Linked DNA regions of Mus musculus: regions 1, 3, 4 and 5 are each linked to region 2. Evidence: chromatin contacts called from public HiChIP or PLAC-seq and promoter capture Hi-C data. All regions are on one chromosome and are shown on one strand. Each heading gives the region's core, a stretch centred on a gene start, on an enhancer-like site or on the middle of the called end of the contact. The rest is flanking DNA. Distances are from core to core; before and after follow the strand shown. Region 1 has its middle 69 kb from the start of Gm19956. Region 2 holds the start of Fam204a (family with sequence similarity 204, member A). Region 3 holds the start of Eif3a (eukaryotic translation initiation factor 3, subunit A). Region 4 overlaps Slc18a2 (solute carrier family 18 (vesicular monoamine), member 2). Region 5 has its middle 34 kb from the start of Gm33756.

Region 1 (2,700 bases), core at 153-2,652, 640 kb before region 2:
CTCGGAGGATTGTTGGATTGGGCCTCAGCTGGGTGTGATGTGGAGAAGGGACTGGCATCAAGGTCGGAGTGGAGAGAAAGGTGAGCCCAGGCAGAGAAGTATGAAGGCCTGTGTTCTACCCTCTCTCCTCTCTCCCTGATGTCTGAGCAGAGCTCTGTCGGTACTGTGGACTGAGCTAGCATCTTGGGCCGCATCTGCCATGACTATGCCCCTGAGTTCCCAGGACATGCATCACAGCTTTGAGAGGCTCAGAAAGGACCTGACTCTTTGCTCATCATCCTCACAATAAGCTCAGATGGGCAGCCAGCCCAGAGGGGCTACAGGAAGTCTGCCTGGTGCATTGTGAAGTCTCGGAGGATCAATTCCAGGGGACTCAAGGCTGGGACGAGAAGGAAAAGGTGAAAGCACAGGCGATTCTCCCAGGTTTTCAAGCTAAAGAAAGTAGGGGGTCGGTAGACACATGCCCCAGGCCACCCAGGTCATTTAGAGGCCAGCAGGTAATCCCTTCTATCAGCAAGAACCTTTGTCACACTGGGTCACCTGAATCTGGTGTTGAGCTCTTTCTCTGACTGCATAGGCCCCAAATCGAATCCCTTGTGACGATTTCCCATGAGGCCACATTCTTTCACATCTTTAGGGCTCTGCTTGTGTCCTAGGCACCTGCCATTCTTCTTATCCAAGTTGTGTTCTGCCTGTGAGAAGCCTGGGTAGGCACCTGTTCCACCCAGTACAACCCATGTTCTCTTGCCCTGTGTCTCTATGTCAACATTTATGTTTTTTTATCTTGGGGCCCGTATCACCATTCACACCAGGACCACTTTTAGTTGACAGACCATCTCATATTTTGTTTGATGAACGATGGGTCCTCAGCGCTGCTCGCTGATTGACTGAGTTGAATGGAAGGCAGACTTTGACTATGAACTACATAATTAATTGATTGGCTGACTTGATCAACTCCAGGGGGCTTTTCCCCAAGATTTTCTCCCTGGTTTCTACATCAGACCCTCCCTTGTGCTCCTCTGAGCTGGAGACTGCTACACACTTGCTTTACCCCACCTGGGTACAACTTATAAGCTTTCATTTGGGCCTTTCTGAAATGTCTCTGAGGAAGCTCACTCTGGTCCCGGGGATGACTGAGCCATGGTGATCTGGCTCAGTAGTGACTTCAGAAGCTTGGCCTCATGTAAACATACAGGAAGCTCTGTCTGATGGAGGGAAAATTGTGATTCTGCCGCTCAAGCCCTGGGGTTAGAAGGTCAGAGCCAGCTGGCTTCTAGGACTTAATATGCCTGTGCTGGCAGGCCCCAGAGACAACTTCCTGGTCAGGACAGCTGCCTTCCACAAGCTTCACCTCTTTGCTCAAGGGAGACAGGAAGGAGTCCGGCCCTCCAGATTCCAAAGCTCGGAATGTGTCTCTTCTTGCATCTCCAGGAATTTCAGCCCTGAGGAATTTCATTGTCTTGCAGGATGCTCAGAGGGATGTGAGTTCCTAAACAGGGCTGCACTCCTCTTTAAAGAGACGCATGCCCCTATCCCCTCAGCAGGCCACACCCAGAGGAGAAAGACTAGGTGCTTTCTCCTCAACCTAGACCAAGGCCACCTTGGCTGTTCTACTCACACTTTCTCTCCCCACTGAGAGAAAGCCAGGCTAGTGAGAGCCCTCATTTACATTTCATTAAGAGGTGTTGGGCTGGGTGATAAAGAACAGATCTATTCTGTCCCTGGATCCAGAGTTTGGGGCACCACTCTGCAGTTATTCCCAGCAGCCCTCTCAGTTCACCTCCCTGCCTCTCACGGTGTAGCCTGAGCTACCAGAACCATATGTTAAAGGTTCTGCCCATTTCCAGTGGGCCTCCAGAAAGGGGATGGCACGAACTCTGCTTTCACATAAGAGAAATCCAGATCAGAGAGGTCAAGCGATTGCTATGACTACTCAGGTAGGATATGGCAGAGCTGGGCAGTAAGCCTAAGCTACCTTGCCTCCAGAGCACCCGCTCTCCCTTTATGTTGGAGCTCATCACCACCCACCTAGAGAAGGAGTTGCAAGTATGAAAGCTACTGGCACCGGCACCGGCACCGGCACCGGAGGAGCTCAGTGTAGACCAGTGACAGTAGAGGGAGGTTGCCCAGACACCCCACTCTCTGTTGCTCCGTGCTCTTGGAGAATGACACAGGATCCCTTAGCAGTTACTCTACTTGTTATGATGTAACTCATCATGTGACAGTTTCAGGGGGCCACACCTTCATTCTGCTCTCACCTGGGAACCCAGGAAGATGCCAGCATCTTTGCGTGGGAACTTGGAGAGCCCACATGAAGTCCCTATCAGGGAGAATGTCACCCTGAGAGCTCCCCATCCTGGCCTTCACAGGTGGAAGAATTTGGCGTTTTTGGATTCAGACATGGCCTGTGGCTTATGCCAAAGACAGGGAGCAGGAGCACGGAGGAAACAATCCTAGTTGTTTCCTAGAAATGTTGGGGACCAGCCTAGATCTAGAAAGGGGACAGTGTGGCTCATCTTCCTGTGCATCTTGGAAATCGCTGGAAAACTCCGGCTCAAAGTGATCCGTGCTTTATCACATCGCCACGTGTACAGTGCTTTTCAGCATTTCTCATGATGTGTTTTCAGGCTCAGATTGATGGAGGTGGGAGTCAGGCCCGGGGGTGGAAGAGACAAGGGTTTAGTAATGAGTTCGAAGTTT
Region 2 (2,700 bases), core at 97-2,596:
CAAGCAGCAGGAGAAAAAGAAGGCAGACCTGTCACACACCACACACAAACCAAGAGGCAGGCACTAATCTTCATCACAACACACATTAGAAACTAACAGCAACTCTTTCTACAACTGGCCAAAATCATTGTGATCCAGTTACGCCTGACAGCTTTAAATTATGAACTTTTAGAGGGCAAAGTTGGTGGCGAATTCTTGGAGACAAAGATTTGGGAGACAGGTCAAATCTAGGCAAATTTTACTAATAATTTTTTCTGCACTTTTTGCATATGAAAAAGGGGAGATATTATACTAAGTAACACACTGAGAGTCACATTTAGAGATTTGAGAAATGTATTTCTAGACCACAAAACTGGTTACAAGCAATACCCAAAGGATAAAATCTGCGCATCCAACAAATTTTCTGTCTCTACTATGCCAGAATTTAAGCTGCATTTCCATCAAGTGGCTGTCTTATGTATTCGATTTTAAATAATCACAAACATCTAAATTTAATCCTATTTGTAAAATAATTATAACCGCCATCCTCTAACCTATAAGAGCATAATAAATAGTTCCTGAACTTTGGAACTAGTTAACTGACACACTTTTAGGCTTAAGATTATCAACATTAATGTAAATGTCTTATTTATTGTTAGAAAATGTGTTCCTTTTTCTTAAAACGACACAGAAAACCCGAGGGGAGTCAGGGGCCTCAGTTCAGATATACTTCAAATAAGTTATTTATTTTTTGTATTTTTAATCTTAAGGATAGGTGAGTTTGAATTAAAACAATGTTTACAGCCAAGGCTTGGAACCCACTTTCCCCCGGGACCCTCTCTAACTTGTGTGGAAAGATTTTAAACCACGCAATCCATGCCACTGTACAAGTACTTACAAAGTTCAAGACTGAGAGGGTGGCTCTGAAAGGCACACCCCTTCCCGCACGGACAACCTGGAACTCGGCGGCACTCACCCGGTGCGAGGCCGCACCACCTTCAGCTCTCCAGCCGCGTCAGAACTCGCATCGGGACGCCGGCGGAGCGGCGAGCCGCGAACCTCGCTCTGGTCAGCCGCAGTTGCTGTGTGGGCTTTCGCGCTCCTCGCTGGCCCGGGACCGGACGGCTACCTCACGACGCCCCCGGAGCCCAGCGGCGCCCGCCCGAACCCAGGGTTTTCCAAGCCCGCTTCGGCAGATCTGCGAGGACGAGCCGCCCCGACTCCTGCGCCGCCCTCCCTGCCTCGGAACACAGCCCGACAGGCCGCCGCGAATCCTGCCGCCAAGTCGCGCCTCGCGAAGCCGAACTTACCAGGGAGGAAACAGCGGCTCGGCGGCCATCTTAGAACCCCGCCAACATCGTGTCTTCTGATTGGCTCGGGCGGATCAGCCAATCGGCTGCGGCCGTTCTGGCTCTATGGTCGCCCAGGGAACAGCCTGGCTTGCCTAAACGCCTCTGCTAAGAGGAGCCTGTTGAGGTTTTGTTTTTGTTTTTTGTTTGTTTGTTTGTTTGTTTGTTTGTTTGTTTGTTTTTCTCCTTTTCCTCACTTTAACCAAGCGATTTTTTTTTAAAGTTTTGTCCTTTCCTCGCTCCTTTCCTGTGCTGGTGAACTTGGCTAAAGAAAATGCTGACTTCGATGCCCACCTGAGTTCAATGGAGAACTGTAGATGATCTCTTCAAGGAAGGCTTTGCTTCCTTCGCTTCCTCGCCACCCCTCTCCCCAGCCTTTCCTATCTTTTTGCGTATATTTGAGTGTCCACTGTGTTCCAGGCCTCATGCAATTCTCAACCGGATTCCAGTTCTCCAGGGACTTTCCAGTCTGGTTGACCGAATCAAATCCAGCTAAGCACCCCCTACTCAGAAGTTGATTTACCAGGCTGGCATAGTGTATAGGTCCTGATGAGGGGTTTACCGGCGTGTAAATGAGGAAAAGAGCAGAAATTTTCACCATGTGAAAACAGTAAATCCAGGCGATGATACGGGGATGAAGTAGGACCACTTCAGAAATGCTTCCATTTTCTGAAGTACTGTTCTGTACTCAGATTATGTTTCTATTTTCTTGTGATGGTTATATAAGAAACTACAGGGCTGAGAGATAGCTCAGTAAGAACCTAAGTTCATTCCACCCTCAGAATCCGTATTTTAAAAGCCAGGCATGGCAGCCAGCACTGTGGATGCAGACAGGCAGACTAGCCTACGAGGCAAGCTCTAGGCCAGTGACCACAAAAGACAGGTGGGCAACCCCTAAGGAACTACACTTTCGAGTTGTCTTCTGACCTAATGCACATGCATTAGAACACATATATGGCACATGCACATACAAAATACAAAGCCTTGAACAAGTTTAAAAAAACTTATGAAAAATTAAACTTTGCAGAATTGATTTGAACAAACAGTTGTTTCATGAATAGACTCTGGCCCAGTCAAAGTTCAGAGTGTTCCATCAGTGAGCAAGCAATCTTTGTAAATTAAAAAAAGGTAAAAAGAAACATATAATACTGTGGTTGGTCATATCTTAGTATTTACCTTATAAAAACATGGTGTGATCAGCTGTCATACTGACTGGCTAAAAGTCAACTACTATGACTGACTAAGACTCAGCAACACGTTATAAGAATACTAACATACTCTTAAGTGAAGCTGCAGTTCAAGCTATTTAGTTTTTCAAAGGAAGGAGTTGGTTGTAGGCCAAACTTAATGCACACATGGCTTAACTTACAGT
Region 3 (2,700 bases), core at 128-2,627, 560 kb after region 2:
GTAACCAACACATCTTCATTCCTGAAAATTATCAGCAGTATTCTTTTATTATAAGTTTTGAGTCAAATGGCCTTTTCACAAAATGTAACTTCCACTTCTAACAAGCTTGCCAAACAAAAACCTGCAACATACATGGTTTATTTTTCCAGTTTGGACTGGAAGGGTTGAAAAGGGCACAAATACTGAATTATCAGGTTTTATTTTAAAAAATAAAAAGCAATTTTTAAAGGTCAGATCAGATATGCGCACACGAGTTTTCCACGACACAATGTCAGAGATCCGGGCAAGTCTTTCCTGCAAGCACTAGGCTTAATTAAGCACACGTATGGAAATAGAAATAGCACTCAGTGGCTCTGCGGTGGAGGAAAAACAAAAAAACAAAAAACAAAAAGCTGATCTGGATATCAAGAGACCTTGGTCTTAGTTTTCTGACACTCCCAAGTGACCTTGGGGAAATCACTCTTTCTAGGGCTTGTCTGGGTAGATCATTTTTAAATCCCTAAAGAATACTAACTTTACTGGATTCGAAATACTTTCGAAATGACCCTCATCATTTCGGGGGGTGGGGGGGAGGACACCACAGGAAACAAGTTAATGGAGCAGAGGCCTGAAGTGCAAACTAGTAGTGAGGGAAGTAGACCCTGACCCAGAAGGCCTCCGCGTGGGATCAGGAACCAGACGTGCCCGAGAGGTGGAGTGAAGGTAGACTAGCCGGCTCCCGACCCCGGCGGGAGGTGGAGCGGAGGTTCTCGCGTGCATTGTCCCCGGGAGGGAGCCATGTTTCCTCCTCCCGGCACTCCCAGATGGCGGCAGGGAGCGCGGGGCTTCCCAAGCAGCCCGCGGGTTTGAAAAGCCAGCAGAAGGCCGATCGTAGCGAAGAATCGCAAGACCCGAGAGTCCTGACCCGCTGGGCCGTGGCCCTGCGACGCAAGCCTCGGGCGGCAGCCACTCAACACACACCAGAGCGACGGTTCCTGATCCGCGCCTTCCGCCGCGGCCCGCTTGAGTAGGGAGGCCGTGCGCAGACGCGGCCCGGTGGCGGCGGCCGTGACCACTGGCCTCCACAGCCCGGGCTGCGGGCAGCAGGCGGAGGCCCTCGAAACTCCCAGGCCTCGGGCCGGCCCTGCGCGGCGCGACCCGCTGCCTTACTCACCGTTGGCGCGCTTGAGGGCATTTTCCGGCCTCTGGAAATAGGCCGGCATCTTGACGGTACGCTCAGTTCACCCGGCGTCAGCGAACTCCCTAGTGGCCTGGACCGGGAGAGAAGGCGGAGGGGAACTAGCGCGAGCTTCCACGCGCCTCGCCAGCAGATGCCCGCGCCCAGCCGGCCAGAGACGGAAAGGAAGGAACCACGTGATTCCCTCGCGGCGGCAGCGCCGCCGCCCGAGCCCCGGATGTAGGAGGCAGGCCTTTGCGCATGTTCCGCCTTTCTCCGCGCGCAGGCGCGCTGGCGTCTCGAGCGCGGGCTGACGTGGCGCTGGGTGCCGAGCAGCGCGAGCTGTGGTGTTCTTTGGTTGCGGGAGGGAACCTTCGGGACCGTTTTCTCCGACCACCTCTGCCCCCCGCGGACACAGAGTGGGAAAGGGAAATTTGCGGTCTGATCTGCGACGAGAAAAGGCAGTGTCTACACAGTCATAGCCAAAATGACGTGCGCGGAAGCAGGCCGCGTTAGGGTCGCATCGCCTCTGCCGGGACCTCTCCTGGAAAGGTTGAAAATACTGAACGGAAGTGCTGACCCCGTATCGCTGGCCAGTGGTGTTCATCCCTGAAAAATAGGTCACCAGTCACTTGATTGACAAGGAAGGGGAGGGAACAAACGAATAATAAACAGAGTTATTTGGTATCCTCCTAGGGTTAGTGTCCCAAGGATTCCCGAAAGAAGGGGAGTAGAAGACCCAGGAACCTGGCTTGTATATTTGAAAATACGCGAGTGTCATCGATTTTTACATACAGCTCACGTCACAAACAAATATAAGAAATGTGTTGGTGAAGAAATGGCTTATTGCAAGCCATGTCTTTTATTGCTACCTAACAAATGTAGTGTTCACAGATTAATTACTATGCTTAGAGCTTGAAAGCCATTTAAACCGCGTCGAATTATTAGGCTCTTGGTAGGAAATTAACTTGAGTTCAGGGCTGTGGCTGTACAGTGGCTGAGCGCTCCTCTAGCACACACAGGGGCCTCCATAATCCCTGGCACCACACAAAGGTTCAGAGAAAATTCAGGAAGAAAAGAATAAATTATTGTAAGTTTATTACATATTTTACAATAGTATGGGACATGTGAGTTAATGAGATACTGTGTCAATGAATGAGGAAACCTTAAAAAATAAATAAAACCTGAGCGTGGTGAGAATCTACGCCTTTGGCCTTTGATCCCAGCACTCAGGAGGCAGAGTCAGGCAGATCCCTGTTAGTTCCAGGCCAGCCTGGTCTATACAGGGAGTTCTATAGACCAAAGCTACACAGAGGAAAACCTTTCTCGAAAAACAAATTAATGAGAAATATTTTAAAGCTATTTAAAGGTCTGAAGAGATACTAATCTTGCAGAGCACTCTAGTTCAGCCACATCAGACTGCTCATAACCACCTATAACTCTAGTTTTGGAGTATCTATCATCTCTGGCTTACCCAACACTTGCATTCACATGAACATACCCACTCAAAGATACAGGGCACACTAAAAACAATAAAAAATATG
Region 4 (2,700 bases), core at 181-2,680, 940 kb before region 2:
TAACTTATGTTTGTCTGAGGCTTTTCACATTCACCTATCCATTTACTGTAATTTAGAAACACATTCGTCTCTGGCCACTGACTTCGTGTGCTGAACTATACAAGATAATGACTAGAGACTTCAGGGTTTCTCATGGCTGGGCTCCTAGGAAAGGAGGCACCTGCCCTTCCTTCTCTGAATTCCTACTTCAGCCTGGTTGTGTGCATCACAGCTGCACTACTGTTTGGTTGACCTGAGTGCATATCCTTCAGAGGCAGATAGAAGACTCAGCACAGCACTGGAAAGCTGTTCTTCTGTGGCCGTATTATCAATAATTTGATTAAGGCTGAATGAAGGTTATTCACAAACCTTTTTGACTAAAGAAATTGAATTACCAGTAAATGTTTCTGTCACCCAGGAGATCATTATAAACTCTTAGGGATGGTGAAGGTCTGGCATGGGCCTGGGGCCAGCTACATTGTCTCCCCACAGAGGACTATGCAATTCTCAGTTTTCTTCATTGCACTGGGAAATGATAATACTGCACAATACTGTGAGAGATAAAAGAGAGTCCAGGCAGTCACCCAGTGAGTTAGTCACCTACACATCCTTCCTGCTTTATCTAAAATACTGGACTATTCTGTCTACCCAGCAGCTCTCAAGCATTTAAGGCAAGAGATTACTTTTGCTAACAAGTCTCTGCTGGGTGGGCATTGCTGATGTTAGTGGCTGTTGTGTTATCTATCTTCTGGTTGGCAGCATCAGGTAGTAGAGGAAATGAAAGAAGTCAGAGACTAGCTGAGAAGATAGATGGTGGAGAGGGGAAGCCATCTAGTCAGCTGCCACAGTGTTTTAAAAGATGAGATGATGGTAGAAAAACCAGTCTTTCTTCTTCATGTAAGCCATTGCTTTAGTTCATTAAAAACAAAACAAAAACAAATAAACAAAATAATGAAGGAAGTGGAGGAAATGACCCTGGAAGGCAAAGAATGACAGGTTTTCAGAAAGCCGCTTCACTATAAAATGTCACAATCCTTAAACAGTGCCTGTTGAGATAAATTAGTAAATCTTGAGATGTGCATTTCTCTGCCTATCATTGGATGCCCATAATTGGAGAAATGCCATTTAGCTGGCACAGTGGTAACATCGGAGGTGGCACTCAGCAGCTGATGCCTGTTTATTGTGCAAGCAGAACGGAGATGTGGGTGAAGCCGATAGTCTCTAATGATAAAGGTGCGTTTGGCAGGATGTGTGCCGTAAGGAAGGATCAGCACACACCCGGGAAACCCCACAACATGCAAGTGCTGAGGTGGGGCTTAATCAGCCCTCATACACAGGAGACATGAGGGACAGCAAAGAATTCTTTCATTGAGTCATTCCTGGTGACAGGGTTCTCATGCTGCTGTGTAAAGGAGAGTGGCCTATGTTTTCTGGAGTATGAGTCACAGCTGGTAGTGAACTGCTGGTGACCTGTGCAATAAGTCATGGCTGCCTGTGAACTGCGTGTGAGCACTACAGCTTTCCTTCCAGTCAGGTTTCTTTTTAAAATAATGTTACTGAGAGAGGCAAAGGAAACATTTTTAGTGGAAGGCATATCGACACTACCATTTGAGGAGCAATGCTCCCTAAAACAATGACATAGCTAGCACCCTGGCCTCTCAAAACTCCCAGGTGAGAACACAAGAATTCTAAGATAGGTTTTGCTTTTTAAAGGTTTAAATAATTAATTTTTTTTTAAAGCTAGGGCATGCCTTTTGGTCTTATTCTTTAAGTTTCTGTTGCCAAGGAAGGAAAGGAGGTGATCTGTGGATAGCAGACTCCTGTAAATGTGGCTATATAAAGTCCTTCTAGCTTAGACTCCAGTTCAGTGATAAGTCAATAGAAAAAAGTACTTGCCACAGGAGGATGCATGTTCAGATGCCCAGCACCCATGTAAAGGTCAAGCAGGTGTGGCTCTCCACCTATAATCTCAGCAAGGAAGGAAGAGACAGAGGATTCCTGCAGTAAGCTGGCTGGCTATACTAGCCAAATTGGTAAGCTCTGGATTCAAGGGAGACCCTTCCTCAATATATAAAGTATTGGTCAACCTCTGGCCTGCACATGTACACACACACACACACACACACACACACACACACACACACACACATACACGTGCATGTATACCACGTCATCACACATAAAATACAATACAAAGGACTCTTATTCTTGGGTGCCATGGACTGGGTAAAGATGGAGCAGCTATTAACAGATGTGTATGCATGAGGTGTACATTATAATCTACTTGTAGACACGTGTCCCTTTTCTGGGTAATTACATAGTGGGTTGCTGGGTTTGTTTTTTTTTTTTTTCTAGTTATGTTAAAAAGAGCAGAGCTTTTCTACTAGGACGCATGTCTTCTCACATTTGAGATTGTTGAGCCTACTAAGAGCATTTACTGTCTCACTAACCCAGCACTGAATTTTTTTTTTTTTTTCCTTTTCGATGTCATTTGATCTGGCGTTTTACTACCCTGGAGACCCCAGGTTTGTTCTGTGTATGGTGATGGGAACTAGGTATTTAGCAGGGGACTGGCTTTGACTTTGGTGCCAGTTGCTCCTCTATCCAGGCCTGCTCTACAGCCCTACATAGAGTGCTAGCATAAATTCCCTGCCTGCTACGTGGGCCATTGAATACTTCCATGCACGTGCCTTACCTGCTCAGTGCTGTGTGCCTCTCTTT
Region 5 (2,700 bases), core at 143-2,642, 800 kb before region 2:
ATTCCTTCTCCAGCCTGCTTTGGCTCTGGCTAAATCTTTTTCTAATGAGATGTGGCTTATCCAGATCAGGGAGCTGAGAAAAAAGTTGCAATTAACTTTAAGAAGAAAAGGAGTGAGTGAGAAAGAGAACGGAGTCGGGAGTTAGGGGAGTCGGGGGCAGGGACTCGTACGGTGGGCGTGGCCTGGCATGCCCATCACAGAGCAGGCTCTTGGGCAGAAGATGGAGGAGCCCTGGCTGGCCTCACTCAGAGCCTACAATTTGCATTTTGGATTCCAGTGCTTAGAAAGGGCCCTATGACAGCCTGAATCAGGTCTCTCGGCTACTTCCAGTTCAAGTCAAATGAAAACACTCATCAAGTTCTTGGCGCTGCTGTCAACTAGTCGGCAGAAGCCACCATAAAAATGTGGGCCTCAGACCTCAGACATAAGAACTGAACTTCAGGGTCTCCCTGAGTTGCTTCACTCTACCTACATGAGAATGGGGTCCAGGGCCACTTAGAAGGTCAGAGAAGGGGAGCTGGAGAGACAGTTCTGTTTTGAGATCACATACTGCTCTTGCAGAAGACCTAATTTCTGTTCCCAGCACCCATGTTAGGAGACTCACAACCACCTGTAATCCCAGCTCCAGGGAAGGCACAGTCCTTGGTCCTTATCACGCACCTGGTCTCATATGGACAGCCCTCCCCCTCCAACACACATACATAATTTAAAAGATAAAACTTAAAAAGGGAGCAGAGAAGAGCTAAGGTGTAGAGAGGTTCCACACTGAGGTGGAGAGAGGCATGCTGGGTGGATGCCCTCTACATGGCACTATGCTGTAGGTTAAGCATGGCCAAGCTAGCTGCATGTGAGAGGCAACCCCTGAACTTATTCCTTGAAGGAATGGTTGGGTGAGTCCCTCATCAAAAGAAGCCAAGGAGATGATGAGCCTGTGGTAGAGGACAGACTGACTAAGAGCATCTTTCCTGTACCTAACTTTCAGGGCTTAGGAATCTTTTCAGGGTAACTACTATGGTCCAAGCCAATTCTTCATTCTACCCCCATCCCTCTACCTTCTTAGCTGCTGGGGACAGTCTGGGTCTTCTCAGCTGTCTCTCCTCTCTCTCTCTCTCTCTCTCTCTCTCTCTCTCTCTCTCTCTCTCTCTCTCTCTCTCTGCTGCTAACAGAATACGCATATGTGCTAGAAATCCTAGCTACAGTGCTAAGCTAGAAATTCTTCTTAAACATATAGTAAGGTCAGATGAAGGGAAAAAAAATAGAAAACAAAACACAAAACCCCCGAAACCGAAATTGGACACAGAAGGGCAGATGTAGACCTGAACAGGAAGTGCTGGCCCTAGGCTAAATGAAACAGCTGTCACTATTGTTCTGGGCTCAGAACTGCCTTTGCAAACTCCATGCGAGCTGGGCTCAGAAAGCAGATGTTAATAATTACAGCACATGAAACCAAGGGCACAGGATTAGGAAAGTGACGAAAAAGAAATGGTACCAGTAGATTTATAGCTGGCGCAGGCAGATCTGCTCAGGTCAGTAGGGAGGGGGTGGGCAAATCAGCCTGCATACAGTGCCCCACCCCACCCCTTTTCCTATCTGATATCGCCTCTTGGCCTCTCTGATCATCCTAGAATTGAGAATTTGTTAGAATATTTAATGGTGGTAGGTTAAGGAGGTTGCCTTTCCAGGAATCCCATACTTACAGGGTTGTACCCAAATGCTTCTGACTACAGGATCCTAGCTGATAAAATCCCCAGTACTGTAGATATCGTGGTAGGTAAAAGCTCTGGCTCTATAGACACAAAGATGTGAGTTCAAATCCCCAGAACTCACATAAAAAAATGAAGCATGTGTTTATAATCCTGGTGTTGGTGGGTGAAGAGACAGGCAGATCCTGGGGGCTCATTGGCCAGCCAGTTTAGTACAAGCAATGAATTCTAGTTTCAGTGAGAGATCCTGTCTCAAAAAAATAAGGTAGAGAGTTCTAGGGGAAGACACTTGGCATTGACCTCTGACCTGCACACAGGCCAAATACACCCACACATATGTATTCAACTCAGAAAAAAAAATCCAGGGCCAAACAAGGTCTCTGAGCAGACAAATAGCAAAAACGGTGGTTGGTCTGCAGAGACTTTTGAGGACGCAAAGCTAAGCAGCCTTCCTCAGAGCTTGTACTCTTTTGGTAAGCTCACATTTAAAAGCCAGGAGCTCCATGAAACTGAGTAGATTCCCAGTGTCAAGCTAGCCAGCTCCTTCAGGAAGGATGTAAGGACCTCTGCAGAAAGCCAGCTAGGCGACTCCCTTCGTTAATTACATACGTAGAAAGAGAGTTTCCACACATTTGTTGTATGTCCCCCGTGCTTTTTTCACATGAGCTTGAGTTGTACAACCAAACAAAACAGCTCACATCCAAAACAAAATGGTAGGTAAAAGCTCTGGCTCTATAGACACAAAGCAAACAAAACAAAACAAAAACCCCAAAATTCAAAACACCAAAACTCCCCATCCCACCACCCATCAGAGAGGACGCCTCTCAGAAGGCTTCGAAAGAAGGTAAAAAGGCATGTGTTTGCCATCTTTCCGCCTGATATGGAAACCATATGCTGAAATACACTAGCAAACACACTTAATATAACACTCTCTTTTATTAAATGTGGTTTTATAAATGCTCTCCCCAGCCAGGGCACCTTTGCCGTGCTGGAGGCT

Evidence for each region. Promoter capture Hi-C pulls out the DNA fragments that hold promoters and counts their contacts. HiChIP or PLAC-seq counts read pairs in DNA pulled down with a chosen protein or histone mark.
Region 1: a contact with region 2 is called in an H3K27ac HiChIP or PLAC-seq map of embryonic stem cells, with 2.7 times the contacts expected there. The contact joins the enhancer-like site here to the promoter of Fam204a in region 2. A contact is called at or near these places in 2 of 39 promoter capture datasets (hippocampal neurons and neural stem cells), 1 of 484 Hi-C or Micro-C datasets (embryonic stem cells), 5 of 115 datasets of contacts at active chromatin or transcription factors (craniofacial prominence, embryonic limb bud, embryonic stem cells and 2 more) and 1 of 9 other capture datasets (adipose tissue).
Region 3: a contact with region 2 is called in an H3K27ac HiChIP or PLAC-seq map of cardiomyocytes, with 6 times the contacts expected there. The contact joins the promoter of Eif3a here to the promoter of Fam204a in region 2. A contact is called at or near these places in 3 of 115 datasets of contacts at active chromatin or transcription factors (cardiomyocytes, extraembryonic endoderm stem cells and memory CD8 T cells).
Region 4: a promoter capture Hi-C map of the SN4741 cell line shows a contact between it and region 2, with 3 times the contacts expected there. The contact joins the enhancer-like site here to the promoter of Fam204a in region 2. A contact is called at or near these places in 6 of 39 promoter capture datasets (the 3T3-L1 cell line, the SN4741 cell line, hippocampal neurons and 2 more), 3 of 115 datasets of contacts at active chromatin or transcription factors (the NIH/3T3 cell line, embryonic stem cells and large pre-B cells) and 1 of 9 other capture datasets (adipose tissue).
Region 5: a contact with region 2 is called in an H3K4me3 HiChIP or PLAC-seq map of craniofacial prominence, with 6 times the contacts expected there. The contact joins the enhancer-like site here to the promoter of Fam204a in region 2. A contact is called at or near these places in 8 of 39 promoter capture datasets (the 3T3-L1 cell line, cranial neural crest, embryonic stem cells and 4 more), 2 of 15 datasets of contacts at CTCF or cohesin (embryonic stem cells and pro-B cells), 4 of 484 Hi-C or Micro-C datasets (Sertoli cells, muscle stem cells, nephron progenitors and 1 more), 18 of 115 datasets of contacts at active chromatin or transcription factors (the NIH/3T3 cell line, acute myeloid leukemia, cardiomyocytes and 11 more) and 3 of 9 other capture datasets (adipose tissue, embryonic trunk and liver).

What each region holds. Positions count from the first base shown.
Region 1 is chr19:59,584,644-59,587,343 of GRCm38.p6, forward strand. No RefSeq gene overlaps it. Among named protein-coding and RNA genes, the nearest start is that of Gm19956, 69 kb to the right of the region's middle. Within about 2 kb of position 1,403, at least 22 of the 459 cell types and tissues checked have an H3K27ac peak or open chromatin away from gene starts, as enhancers often do. A contact at or near this core is called in embryonic stem cells, where this site is marked.
Region 2 is chr19:60,225,355-60,228,054 of GRCm38.p6, forward strand. It overlaps Fam204a (family with sequence similarity 204, member A), which reads right to left and starts at 1,347. Exons shown (of 8, transcript NM_001358273.1): 1 at 1,290-1,347.
Region 3 is chr19:60,789,316-60,792,015 of GRCm38.p6, forward strand. Eif3a (eukaryotic translation initiation factor 3, subunit A) reads right to left here and starts at 1,378. Exons shown (of 22, transcript NM_010123.3): 1 at 1,154-1,378. The coding sequence starts at 1,202.
Region 4 is chr19:59,288,626-59,291,325 of GRCm38.p6, forward strand. All of the region lies in intron 15 of Slc18a2 (solute carrier family 18 (vesicular monoamine), member 2), which reads left to right. Among named protein-coding and RNA genes, the nearest start is that of Slc18a2, 29 kb to the left of the region's middle. Within about 2 kb of position 1,431, at least 30 of the 459 cell types and tissues checked have an H3K27ac peak or open chromatin away from gene starts, as enhancers often do. A contact at or near this core is called in the SN4741 cell line, where this site is marked.
Region 5 is chr19:59,422,484-59,425,183 of GRCm38.p6, forward strand. It overlaps Emx2os. Among named protein-coding and RNA genes, the nearest start is that of Gm33756, 34 kb to the left of the region's middle. RefSeq lists an enhancer at 731-2,700. Within about 2 kb of position 1,393, at least 16 of the 459 cell types and tissues checked have an H3K27ac peak or open chromatin away from gene starts, as enhancers often do. A contact at or near this core is called in craniofacial prominence, embryonic limb bud and muscle stem cells, where this site is marked.